Regions from separate parts of the Mus musculus genome. Here region 1 is linked to region 2. Evidence: chromatin contacts called from public HiChIP or PLAC-seq data. All regions are on one chromosome and are shown on one strand. Each heading gives the region's core, a stretch centred on a gene start, on an enhancer-like site or on the middle of the called end of the contact. The rest is flanking DNA. Distances are from core to core; before and after follow the strand shown. Region 1 overlaps Gm44507 (a long non-coding RNA gene). Region 2 overlaps Gm39050 (a long non-coding RNA gene).

What was found. HiChIP or PLAC-seq counts read pairs in DNA pulled down with a chosen protein or histone mark.
Region 1: a FOXA1 HiChIP or PLAC-seq map of pancreatic cancer cells shows a contact between it and region 2. The contact joins two enhancer-like sites. A contact is called at or near these places in 2 of 115 datasets of contacts at active chromatin or transcription factors (astrocytes and pancreatic cancer cells).

The regions. Positions count from the first base shown.
Region 1 is chr7:98,380,471-98,386,558 of GRCm38.p6, reverse strand. All of the region lies in intron 6 of Gm44507 (a long non-coding RNA gene), which reads left to right. Among named protein-coding and RNA genes, the nearest start is that of Tsku, 22 kb to the right of the region's middle. Within about 2 kb of position 2,963, at least 35 of the 459 cell types and tissues checked have an H3K27ac peak or open chromatin away from gene starts, as enhancers often do. A contact at or near this core is called in pancreatic cancer cells, where this site is marked.
Region 2 is chr7:97,753,957-97,759,522 of GRCm38.p6, reverse strand. Gm39050 (a long non-coding RNA gene) reads left to right here. Exons shown (of 3, transcript XR_869802.2): 3 at 1-199. Among named protein-coding and RNA genes, the nearest start is that of Aqp11, 18 kb to the right of the region's middle. Within about 2 kb of position 2,357, at least 116 of the 459 cell types and tissues checked have an H3K27ac peak or open chromatin away from gene starts, as enhancers often do. A contact at or near this core is called in pancreatic cancer cells, where this site is marked.

The DNA of each region.
Region 1 (6,088 bases), core at 1,714-4,213, 630 kb before region 2:
ATCAGCTAGACCTGCCTCCTGCCGCAGCTCCGAATCATAAACCCTGCCTCCTTGTTTATCTGTTATATAATAAGTCCACCCTCTTGGTTATCTGTTTGTAATAACCCTCCTTTCTTGTTTATCTGTATGCAATAACTCTGTCTCCTAGCATATTTGTATCAATAACCCTACCTTCCTGTTCAGGTGTATATAACAAACTGAGTCCAGGGTGCAATGGCTTCTCCATTTGAGAGCCCAGATTACTCAACCCCAGTGTTTCTGCATCCATGTGTCTGTCTTGTCTTCATTTTCCTTGCCACCCCTAGTAGGCAGTCCAGGGCCCAAGTCATACAGGGACTCAGCACCGGGCAACTCACTGTTCTGGGTTCAGGAGGTGGAACAGTGACCAACACAAAGTTCCTGCTATGCAATCACCATTCTTCTCAGGGAAGGGGCAGAGAGGCCGCAGAGAATATGAAAATCCCGATGAGTCCGGGTGGTAACAGATGTTAGAAAGGACTAGCTCATGGAGGGAGCTGAGGGCTGTGGGGAGGGAGCCGAGGGCTGTTACCTATGCTCTCAGGCTGCCAAGAGATGCAGGAGGGATGTTATAGGAAGGACGCGCTGGTCCTTGGATGTGCCAGACTGGCTCTCCTACCCACAGGCACACTTCCTGGCTCTCCAGGAATTTGATTCAGCAACAGTTCTGAGCAGTCAGTTGTGAACCAGTCACAATAGATGCCATTATGGAGGGCCTTGGGAGCTCCATGGGTGGAGATGACCTTCACATTACAGAAGCCTCCGTCTGTCCATCTGGGCCCCGACTAGTCTCCACCGAAGGAAGGTCCAACGTCACACAGCCCACGCAGCCCATCCACGGCCCTGCCAGGATTTGACTCCTGGGTCCCACTGTCGCCCTACCCCTTATCTTCCCAAGGCTTGGAGTGACTTGTAAACAGCCTGGTGATGGGAAGAGTCAGATTATGTCTGACAGTAAGGTGTTGGTCCCAGCCAGGACTGCAGAGTGGGGGTCCCCCAGCTCCTCTCCATCTCTGTGGCCTCTCTACCACTCCCTGGCAACTGTGCCCTATGCCAAGCTGGCCTATGAACCAGGGCAGCTTTGCTCTGAACTTGGCCATAGGTAAAGTCAACTATGTACCCAGATCTCAATCAACCTGGCTGGATGCCAGTCCCAAGGCCAGGGCTGGGCCGAGGGCAAGGTTGTTTGCCAATCTGGGCTTTAGATGAGGGTGGAGTCAAGGGTAGGGTGCCTGGATTCATGCTAACACAGGATGACTCTGCAATATCTCCAGTCCCTTCTCCCAGGAGGCCAGCTGCTGTTCTTGTTCTTGGAAGATAGGCAAGGGACATTTGCTAAGACCCTACTATGCACCAGACCTCTTCTTAGGGATTTTCTGGTCTCCTCTACCATGCAAAGTGTAAGGAGTTTTCAGGTGGGTGACTGAGTTGTTAGGGTTGTCACAGTAGATCTGTCACCCCTGTGTATAAGAAGGCTCAAACCATACAAATGTGTTAAATGTGTTAGCTTACAGTTCTGGGGCTTAGGAGTCCAAGGTCAAGGAGTTAGCAGACTTACTTTTTTTTTTTTTTTTTTTTAAAGACAGTGTTTCTCTCTGTTGTCCTGGTTGTCCTGGAACTCACTCTGTAGACCAGGTTGGCCTTAAACTCAGAGATCCACTTGCCTCTGCCTCCCAAGTGCTGGGATTAAGTGCATGTGTCACCACAGTTAATGGGCTTGGCTTTTGAGTTCTTACTCTATGGCTAGTGGGTGGCCATCTTTACAGTTACGTGGCTTCCAACATGTGGGTCCACATGCAAATCTCCTTTTCCTACGAAGATACCAGTCATATGTGATCAGGGTCTAGCCTTCTGACTTCATTGTCACTTGGACCTCTCCTCAGATATTCATATTCTAAGGTATTCTAGGATTTTAAGAGAGAATGGGGGTGGAGAGCACAATTCTAACTATAGTAATGAGTGACAGAACCAGCCTTTGAACATGGGTCATTTAGATCACTCTTTTGTCCACTTTCTTTCCCTGGAACCCAAACACTGCCTGCTGGTCTGCATGTGTATGTCAATCCCATATAAGAGCTTTACCCTGACTTCATTTAAACACTGCACCAATGTGGTCCTTGCAGGACACCAAAGCACGCCGAACGAACGGAAGTCAGCGCTACAACAGGATGTGAATCTGACCTTTCCCCTCTACCACCCTGCATCTCCTCGTGTGGTAGTAATTCATTTCAGCAGCAGCATGGTGGTGTGGTACCATGGCTAAATATTTGCTAGCACTCCAGGCTAGGGCAGATAGATGCCCATCAGGCATGAACTATTAAATTGCTGGGATGCTCAGACAGAATCCGGGCCCATGGTAAGAGAAGGGTCCACTTTCCAGACAGCGTAGATGTCTGTGGATATTTTGCAGCTTGCATGCCCATGTTTGAACAGCAGTCCTTTTCTCTCCTTAATCCCTAGACAGTCCTTGAGTAGTGAAGACCATTGTCAAAAACCAGACTTCAGGGGAAATTCAAATGCTGCTGGGAACTTCTGTCCTCTAAGGAGCGTGACAACAGGAGTTTCCTGTCTTTGAAAAGTAAGCGCCATCTAAGGAGCATTAGAGTGAGGATGCAGGGCTAAAAAGAACCTGAGAACCAGACCCCCCTACCCTGGACATTCAGAGAGACCCAGGCCCATGGAGTGAGCTGTTCTTTAGATTATGTAGGCAGCTAGCCCTGACCAAGGAAGGATCTCCACCCCATCCCCACCCCAGACCCCAGGTTTTTGGCTACATCAGACCAGGTGCTCTGGCCAGGGCAGAATGTCCACTGCCAGAGGGGAAATATTCCTCTTGTGAAATTGCTCCCAGGATGCTGATTCTGATGAAATTCTTTCACTATCCGGCAGGATTCTGACTATGACACACAAGTCACAGTGTCCCTGCCCTGCCCTTTCACCCTCTCCTCTCTCCTCTCCACATTAGCTGATTGCCTCAAGCAAGCTTCAAGCGACTACTGTTTCAACAGACTCACACTTGGCTTGTGTCCCAGGAGATAAACAAAAAATACCAGCACAGGTCACCTACCATGTCTGGGGTGCCCCAACCTGGAAGTGCACTGAACCAGGCTGGTGGCTGTCCCTCCGGGGTTAGACCAGCTGCCTGTGCTGTTGGCTGAAGGGCCTGATGTACCCCATTCATCAGTGAGAAGGCACACGGAACATAGTTAGGTCTCTCTCTGGAACCCCGCTTTTAAGAGAAGCAGTTAAAGGCAGAGACTCTGGTGTGGAAGGCTGGATTCAAGTGTCAGCTTCCCGCTTCCGAAAGAAGGGAATGATAACAACAGGGTTCTCCTTGTGGGCCAGTGAGGACTAAGATCAGAACTATGTCATGTCTGCTGGGAGCTCCAGCTAAGTCGCCACTTGTACCTTATCTCTCAGGGCCCCCATCCGTAGGTGACGGTAGCATAAAATTAACTTCATGGGTCACTTCTGCTTCCTGCTGAATAATATCTTCCTTCCCCAAACTTCCATTTGTAAAACAGAGGCACGAGTGCCATCTCCCAGGGTCACCAAATGGCCTCGGCTGTTGCCTTGGCATGGACTCTGGAAAGCACTCCTGACATTCTCCCAACAAGCAGCAATAGTGATCATGGAGGCAGGTGTAGACAAGGACCCTTCCTCCTTTCCTGAGCAGCAGTTCCTCTCCTGGAGCTCTAAAGGAGGATTTAGTCAGTGTCGGGAAGCACCCACCTTGGCCACTAGCAGCTCACTAACCAACCCTGGCAGCTCCCTGCCTGCAGTGGACTGAAGCATCCCTCTTGTCAAATTGATCCTGGCATGCTGATTCTGATGAAATTCTCTCTCTACCCAGCAGGATCCTGACTGTGGACTACAGGATGCTTGGGCACACATACAGATGCAACAGTGCCCTTCTCCTGCCCTCTGACCCCCTCCTCTCTTCTTCTCCACTAGTGTTCCTTCCCCCGCCCCAAGCTACCTCTTTTCTTCATGCCCCCCAGCCCCCACTTTTAAGAACAGAACTTGCTTGTGCTCCCAGTTCCTGGGTCTTTAACTGGAGACACGAGATTTCGAGCCCCAGGGCTCAAGGGAGAGGGCATTGTGCACATTGGAAACAGAGTGAGGCAGAGAGAGTGGAAGGCACCATAGCATCCAAATGCCACTCAGCAGGAGAGGTCACTGTGTGGGGCTGGAAGTGGGCACTCATGTAGAGGGACATATAGTAGACAGGCAGCAGGGACCTTTGCTGGTGATCCTCAGGAGTATGAAGGGCTAGAGACTTGATGACATGCTGGGAGGACTCTGGTAGGTGTTCACCTGGGATGCAGGACCCACTCAGAGGGCCCAGCACAGCCCAACACAGGGATGACCAACCCTTGAGCCGCTCAGCAGAGACAAGACACGTGTGTGAACCTGGAGGCTATCGAAGGGTTCTCAAGTCCATCTGCCCAAGGTGTAAATCTGGGTTTTGTGCTCACAAGTTGCGAAACCTTATGTCTCATTCTGCTTCAGCTTCCCACCTACGAAGTCAGCCAGCGCACTCACTGAACCTGCCTTGCTGTGAGCACCTAGAGTCAACCCCAGCAACTGTGACTCTTTGTGCAATGCCTGGCTCAAAGCAGATGCTTGGGAATTGCTAGTCTCTTGTCTCCTGCTCACTTCCTTTTGATCTCAGCTCTGGAAGCAACTGGCAGGCCGGGCTACCCCTGCTAATCAACAGGGTTTGCTAAACCTTGCCTCTAAGAATTCATAGAGGAGCTGCCGTGTGTCAATTTTCATGATGGTGCCAGGGAGTCCCTTACCTTGCAAGGTAATAATTGTCTTTATTTTACAGAAAGTTTTCAATCAGCTCCCCTGACCCGGTGATGCCAGCTCTGCCAGGTGCCTGTTAAAGAGCAAGGCCTCCCCTCTTCTACTCCCTACCATACTTGGTGGACCGGCAGTCTCCTGCTCTGGCCATGTGCCAGAACATGAGGCAGAGGAGAGACATAAGGAATAATGTAGAGCAACAGAAAGAACAGGGGCCTCAGAGGCTAGGGTTCAGGTCCTAGCACTTGTGAGCTGAGTGACCATGGGGTTTACGAAGGAGCCTAAATAGGAAAGTAGATTCTCCCTGGACCTCTGCCACAGCATGGTCTATGAACGTGGACTCCTGCCCCTGTGAGCCTCAGTATCCCCATCTGTAAAAATCCAGGTTTCTGATGCAATTTGTCCTGCTTTGTTGAGAACCCCTCTTGAAGTATCCTTGGCCTTGGCCCAGGCCTCACCATGCACACCCAGGCTCTATCTTCCAGGGCCCCAGAAAAGTAGGCCCCAACATCAATGCCAGTCAGCCGTTTGATTACAAAGGGAATCGGGTCAGACATCACCCCATCTCGGCATGGAGGGAACCCAGGATGTGTAATCAATCAGACTCGGGAGTCCCAATTGCTCCCAAATGACCACCAGATCAACAAAGCAGTGCTTCTTATAAAGCAGTTCATAAAACAACCCTGAAAGTCAGAGAAATCTCAACTGGGACTGACATATTCTCTGGCCCCATATGTCTACTTTCTGAGTATCCAATCACTATGCTTCCATGATCATGGTGCCCATGCTCACTCTGGTTAGAGCAATCCATGTTCCAGCCATGTAATTATCGTCTGCTCTAGATCCCAGGGTAGTTCTGTTTGTTTGCTGTTCTCCTTTGGTTTATTAAGTCTTGTTATATAACTCAGGTAAGCCAACCAAGATCCTCAGGGCTGGGCTCCCAGAATGTTGTATTATGGGAGTGTGACATCATGTCTGGTTGACACAGTAGTTCTGTGAATGGTTTTAACAATCCTGGAGTCTAAAGTCTATCCCTCTACGAATATTCACTGTGTCCATACTTCATGCAAAGTCCTGAGCTCTGCGCTGGGGACACGGCAACAAACACAGCAGAGCACAAACTCAGACCTGGCAGGGCTGAGGCAAGCAAGCAAGCAAGCAAACCCTGAGCCACTATAACAAAGCATAGAGACAACCAAATGGGAGACACAAAGCTGGCTCTCATAACTGGCCAGAACCCACACTCATTGAGGTAGAAAGG
Region 2 (5,566 bases), core at 1,108-3,607:
TCCAGGTGTGATCGCTGCAGCCAGATGTGCTTCAGCCCCACTGTGGCCAGTGATGAAGCTGGAGAGCAGCAGGTGGCCAGAGCCAGGACTTGGATATCAGGAGTCAGGCTGAACTGTCCATGGAGCATCTCGGTTCTGCCTCTCCCATGCTTCCATTTCTTTTTTAATCTTTTCTTTCTTTTTTGTTTTTTTCTTTCCTCCCGTTCTCTCTCTCTCTCTCTCTCTCTCTCTCTCTCTCTCTCTCTCTCTCTCTCTCTCTCTCTCTCTCGTTTGGTTTGTCGTTGTTGTTGTTTTGAGACAGGATTTCTTTCCTTGTCTAGTCTTGGCTGTCCTGGAGCTCAGTTAGTACACCAGGCTGGCCTTGAACTCACAAAGATCCTACTGCCTCTGCCTCCTGAGTGCTGGGATAAAAGGCATGTGCCACCACGCTCCAGCTTCTATTTTTCATTTTAAAGTGTTAATGTGCTTTATTATTGTGAATGTGCATGGGGGAAGAGGGTCACATGCCACAGCAGGTGCCAGGTCAGAGCAGAACTTGCTGGAGTTGGTCCTCTCCTTTCAAAGCCTTTACAAAAGTTCCAAAGACTAAATTCAGGATTGGATGGCAAACACCTTTACCTGTTAACCATCTAGCTGGTCCCACACTACCATTTTATTATGAAGTCTTTAATCAACAACATTAGACAGGATTGTATAAAAGTACATATCTCCCATTTTCAACACTTACCAGGACTGCCTACCACCACACATGCACGTCTGCTTTATCCGAGTAGACATTTTAAGGTGAATCCCAGACCTCCTGTAATCTCCTCCCTCAATACTTCACATGCAGATATTCCTACACATCACAGCCAAGAAAATGCTTTAAAAACTCACAGTACTCCAGTGCATCTGTTTCTTAGCTTTTGCTTTCAGAAATCTAAAGAAGCCGGACGTGGTGGCACGCTCCTTTAATCCCAGCACTTGGGAGGCAGAGGCAGGCGGATTTCTGAGTTCGAGGCCAGCCTGGACTACAAAGTTAGTTCCAGAACAGCTAGGTTTATATAGAGAAACCCTGTCTCGGGAAAAAAAAAAAAATCTAAAGAAATGCCATTTTGTGACATCTTATTAAAATCAGGATTCAAACAAGGGTTCTTGCATGCATTTGAATATAATTTTTATTTATTTATCGTGTATGTGTTGGGGGAGGGGAGGCACACGAACCACATATGAATGTGGAGATCACAGAACAACTCTGTGGAGTGAGGTCCTTCCTTCCACCTTTCTGTGGGTTCAGGCAACTGAACTCAGGTTGCCAAGTATGTGTGGCAAGTGCCGTTACCCGACACCTGACGAGCCATCTCCGCAGCCCCAGCTTTTGAATTTTAAAATCTAGGACAATTCCCCTCATTCCACCTACATCCCTTGGTGTATTTGTTTCTTCTTGTGATGTTGATGCGATGATTAAACTAGTTCAGTTGCTTCATGGTCCACCTCATAGTCTGAATTTATCCACTTGTGTCTTTGTGCTGTCACTTAACCTCGAGCCTCTGGGGCTGAGAATGTAGGATACAGCTGGCAAGAAGGACAGACAGACAGACAGACAGACAAAAGAACGTGTGACTCTGCAGCAGTATAGGCTGGGTTTGGAAAGAGGCTGCAGAAGGGAGATCTCTAGTCCAAGAAACCAGGGAGCCTGTTGTGGGGTCATGGGCGAGGGTGGTTATAAGGCAGAAAGGGGAAAGGGAAGGTGCTGAAGATTTCACACTGTGTGGCCAGGTTGCCTAAGGGCCTAAAGAAATACGTGCAGTAAGGAGGCCTCTTGTGATTCCTGCACCTGGACCAGCCGGAACCCGGGGCAAGCCTTACATCATGGGTTACGTCACCTTATTGATCTCATTCCTAACAGACAATGGAAGAATTTCTTCTTGCCCAAACCTCCCAGTGGTTTGAACCAGAAGCTTTATAGTGGGATGATGGGAGAGCCGCAAGGACAAAGGCCAATTGTTGGCAATTGTTGGCCTCCCCTGAGCCAAGAGTGGTTTACAAAGCGATCTTTCTGAGGAGTCTGCCTGGGACTGATTGTACCGCGCATGTCAGGTGCTCTTACATAAGGCAGGGCCAGACCTCCCCCGCCCCCAGTCCCCATTTTGAAACCATCTTTCTCCTGCACCGTCCTCTTGAAAAGCCACCAGGACAACAGGAGGGGAAAGTGAACTTCTCCACCCGCTTCTTTCCTCACCCACCTTTTCATCCCCACATCCACTGGGATTTCTTTTGAGAGAAGGTTTTATTGTTTGGTTCTCTCAGGATCCCACCTCACAGGATCTTTGCGGGCTTTTCACAAATAAAACTGTGACTCACCCAGCCCTCTGCTGTGTTCAGCCCTGACAACGGCAGCTGTGTCACCGTCCTCCAGCCACCCAGGCAGACAGCAGAGAGCAGCCGGACTCTTTTCTCCACTGAGGCTGATATTTTCTCTAAATCAAACCACACCTCAGTTTGTTAAGAAATCAGTGGGACCAGAGAAGACAGTCCCTCTCGGCATGCAGCTTAGAAACGTAGAAAAAGCCAAGAATACTGGGGTCTTAGTATAAAACAAAACAACAATAAAACAAAACCAAAATTAAAAAAAAAAAATCCTCCTGTGACGTTATAGAGGGACGTTAGAACCGTTGCAGTATTGCCAGATTCTAGCATATATAAATGCCCACAGCTGGGAGCAAATGCATAGGAATGAAATTTATGAAACCATATCTACAGAGCCTCATGAACTGACATAAAATGCTATAGGCATTTCTCCGTTGCCTTGCGAGTGTGAGGACCTGAGTTTGATTCCCAGAGCCCATGTAAAAACGCCAAACATGGTGGCATGAGCCTGTGATCTCAGCGCTGGGAAGATAGACACAGGGATCTTTGTGGTTCCTGGGCTAGCCAGTTAGACGATTCTGTGAGTTCCAGGACAATGGAGACACGTTTCAAAGGAGGTAGACAGCTTTGCCCTCTGGCCTCTATAACTGCACACACACACACACACACACACACACACACACACACACACACACAGGTGCTCTATAGTATAAATCAAAAGGAGATTTCAGAGCAAAGAGTACGATTCCATTTTGGGGGACCAAGTACACACCTTTAATCCCAGCACTCAGGAGGCCGAGGCAGGTTGCTCTCTAGTCTCCAGAGTGAGTTCTAGGATACCAGGGCTACACAGAGAAAGTATCTAAAAAAAAAAAAATCCACTTTTGTTTTAAATATATACATGATTACAGATGCATATGCCTGCATATATTTAAAGACTAAAAAAAAAAAAACTGTCTGGAAAAATACAGGCTAAAGTTTTAATTTAAGCAGATTCCTCCCATAGAAAGAACACTGGGAAGTTTGCAACGGAAAGTTCACCTCTGCTTCATATACTTCTATATTTTTACATCTATTTTTAAAACCAACAAGGTAAAAAGAAAAAAAAAAAGAATAGTTAGATTGCTGTAAAGTAATTAAGACTGTATGCTGCACTTCCTGTGTGCCTGGCACGGGATGTGCACTTGACACGTGGACTCACTTGTTCCTTCAACATTCTGAAACACGAAGTACCCACGCTTGTGCCCCATGTTTGTGCCCAGAAGCCAGCCAGTGACTTGCCCAAAGCAATGTGGTGAGAGAGGGACAGAGCTGGAAATCAAACCAGACCTTTCTGACTGCCAAGCGCAAGCTCCTCCCACTGGCCGAGGACCACCCCTGCAGCGGGTCCTGGAGCACCATTTGGGCCAATTAACACACTGCCCTGTAGGTAGGTTTATTTTTAAACTTTACAGTGTGGAAATTTTCAAACATACACAGAAGAGTCAGGAAGTGATATAACGAACCACCAGTTATTTTAATGTTCTATTATGGCGTTATTATCCTGCATACATTATTTTTTTTAACTTTGATTATTTTGTGGGAAGGAGTGCACATGCTTATACATGTGGGTGGAACACTGGGTCTCCTCTTCCTGCGCTTTCTGCCTGCTGCTCTGCTGCTCCATGGTAGGATCTCTTCCTGACCCGGGAATTTCTCAGCTCTGCTGCGACCAGCAAGCCGCAGTGACCTGCCTGCCTCCGTTTCCCTCAGAGACAAGGTTATGATTGTCTTTGGATTCCTATTATTGTGATAAAACACCATGACCAAAAGCAACTTCAGGAGAAAAGGGTTTATTAGACCTACACATCACTGTGCATCACGGAGGATGTCGGAGCAGGAACTCAAGGCAAAAGCCTGGAGGCAGCGGCAGATGCAGGACCATGGAGAGATGCTGCTTACTGGCTTGCTCGCCATGGCTTGCTTGGCCTGCCCAAGGTGGCCACACCCACTCTAATCTGGATTCTCTCATATCAATCATCCACCAAGAAAATGCCCTACCGGCTTGTCCACAGGCCAGTCTGGTAGGGGTCAATGTGCACAAGGGAAAATTCTCCCAGCCATCCCTCCACCCACTCTCCAGCCCCGCCCATCCAGCTTCCTACCTTTGTTGTACAGTTTCCAATCTCCTCTACCTGTGACTGCTGCAGCACTCACATCCAGTCCCGTTCCCAGTGATACAGGCCGTTCAACACCCCTGTGCTTTGTACTACCTGGTAGAGACTGGAAATTATTCTGCAACATCAGAACAGCATGACTATGCTAGGGGCTCAAACTAATGTTTTCTCTTCGCCGACCACATACATTCCCACTGCAGGGACAGTGACATGGATGATGATGATGATCTATATTTCCTGCCCATCACAAAGGGTCACAGTCAACACCTTCACCCTAAAACACAGCTTAACAAGTGACATGTGTACACGTTCATTTGATCATAGCTTTACATGATTCATTGCCTTCAGAATGAAGAGCAAGGAGCCAGGCTGAAGTGTCCATTAAGTTAGATGAAGCATAGGTAGTTGACAAATGTGACTGGATTAATGGAAATGATCTAGTAGTGATTATACAGGGGCCCCTACAGGACCTGTCTAGACTCTTCTGGCCTCTTCATAGCATTCTTCCCTTTTGGGTATTGCACAGGATCCAGTCCGAAATAGGAGTCTTTTGATCTATAATCAAACGAGGTATGTCAAAGAATTTCTTTATGGCAACCATCACACAGAAAGATGAGGGGAATTTAGAACAATAGTCTTGGCTTCTGTGCTTAGCATTAGAAAAGAAGTGCGCTGGGGTTCCGTGTTTATTTTGGTTTCCCTCTCTGCAGTACTGGAATCCAACTTTGCATATGCTAGGTGGGTGCTCTACGGTTGAGCCCCACCCAGCCCTTGGTCTTCTGAGACAGGATCTAGTTTTGTAGTTAGGGCTAGCCTTGGACTCTGACTCCTTCTGCCTCAGCCTCTTAAGTGCTGGGATGCTGGGATTGCTAAGGAAAGACTGTGACCCACCTTGGCAAAGAGAAATTCTACTTTCTATGGTTTGCCTAAGGAGAGGCAGGGGAACAACCAGAAAGGTTTCTTTTCAGGCCACATCTGAAACCTTCAGAGTAGGTTTTCTTTTTCTTTCTTCTTCATTTCCGTCCCCACCCCCCAGCACTGGGGCTTAAATCCAGGGCCTT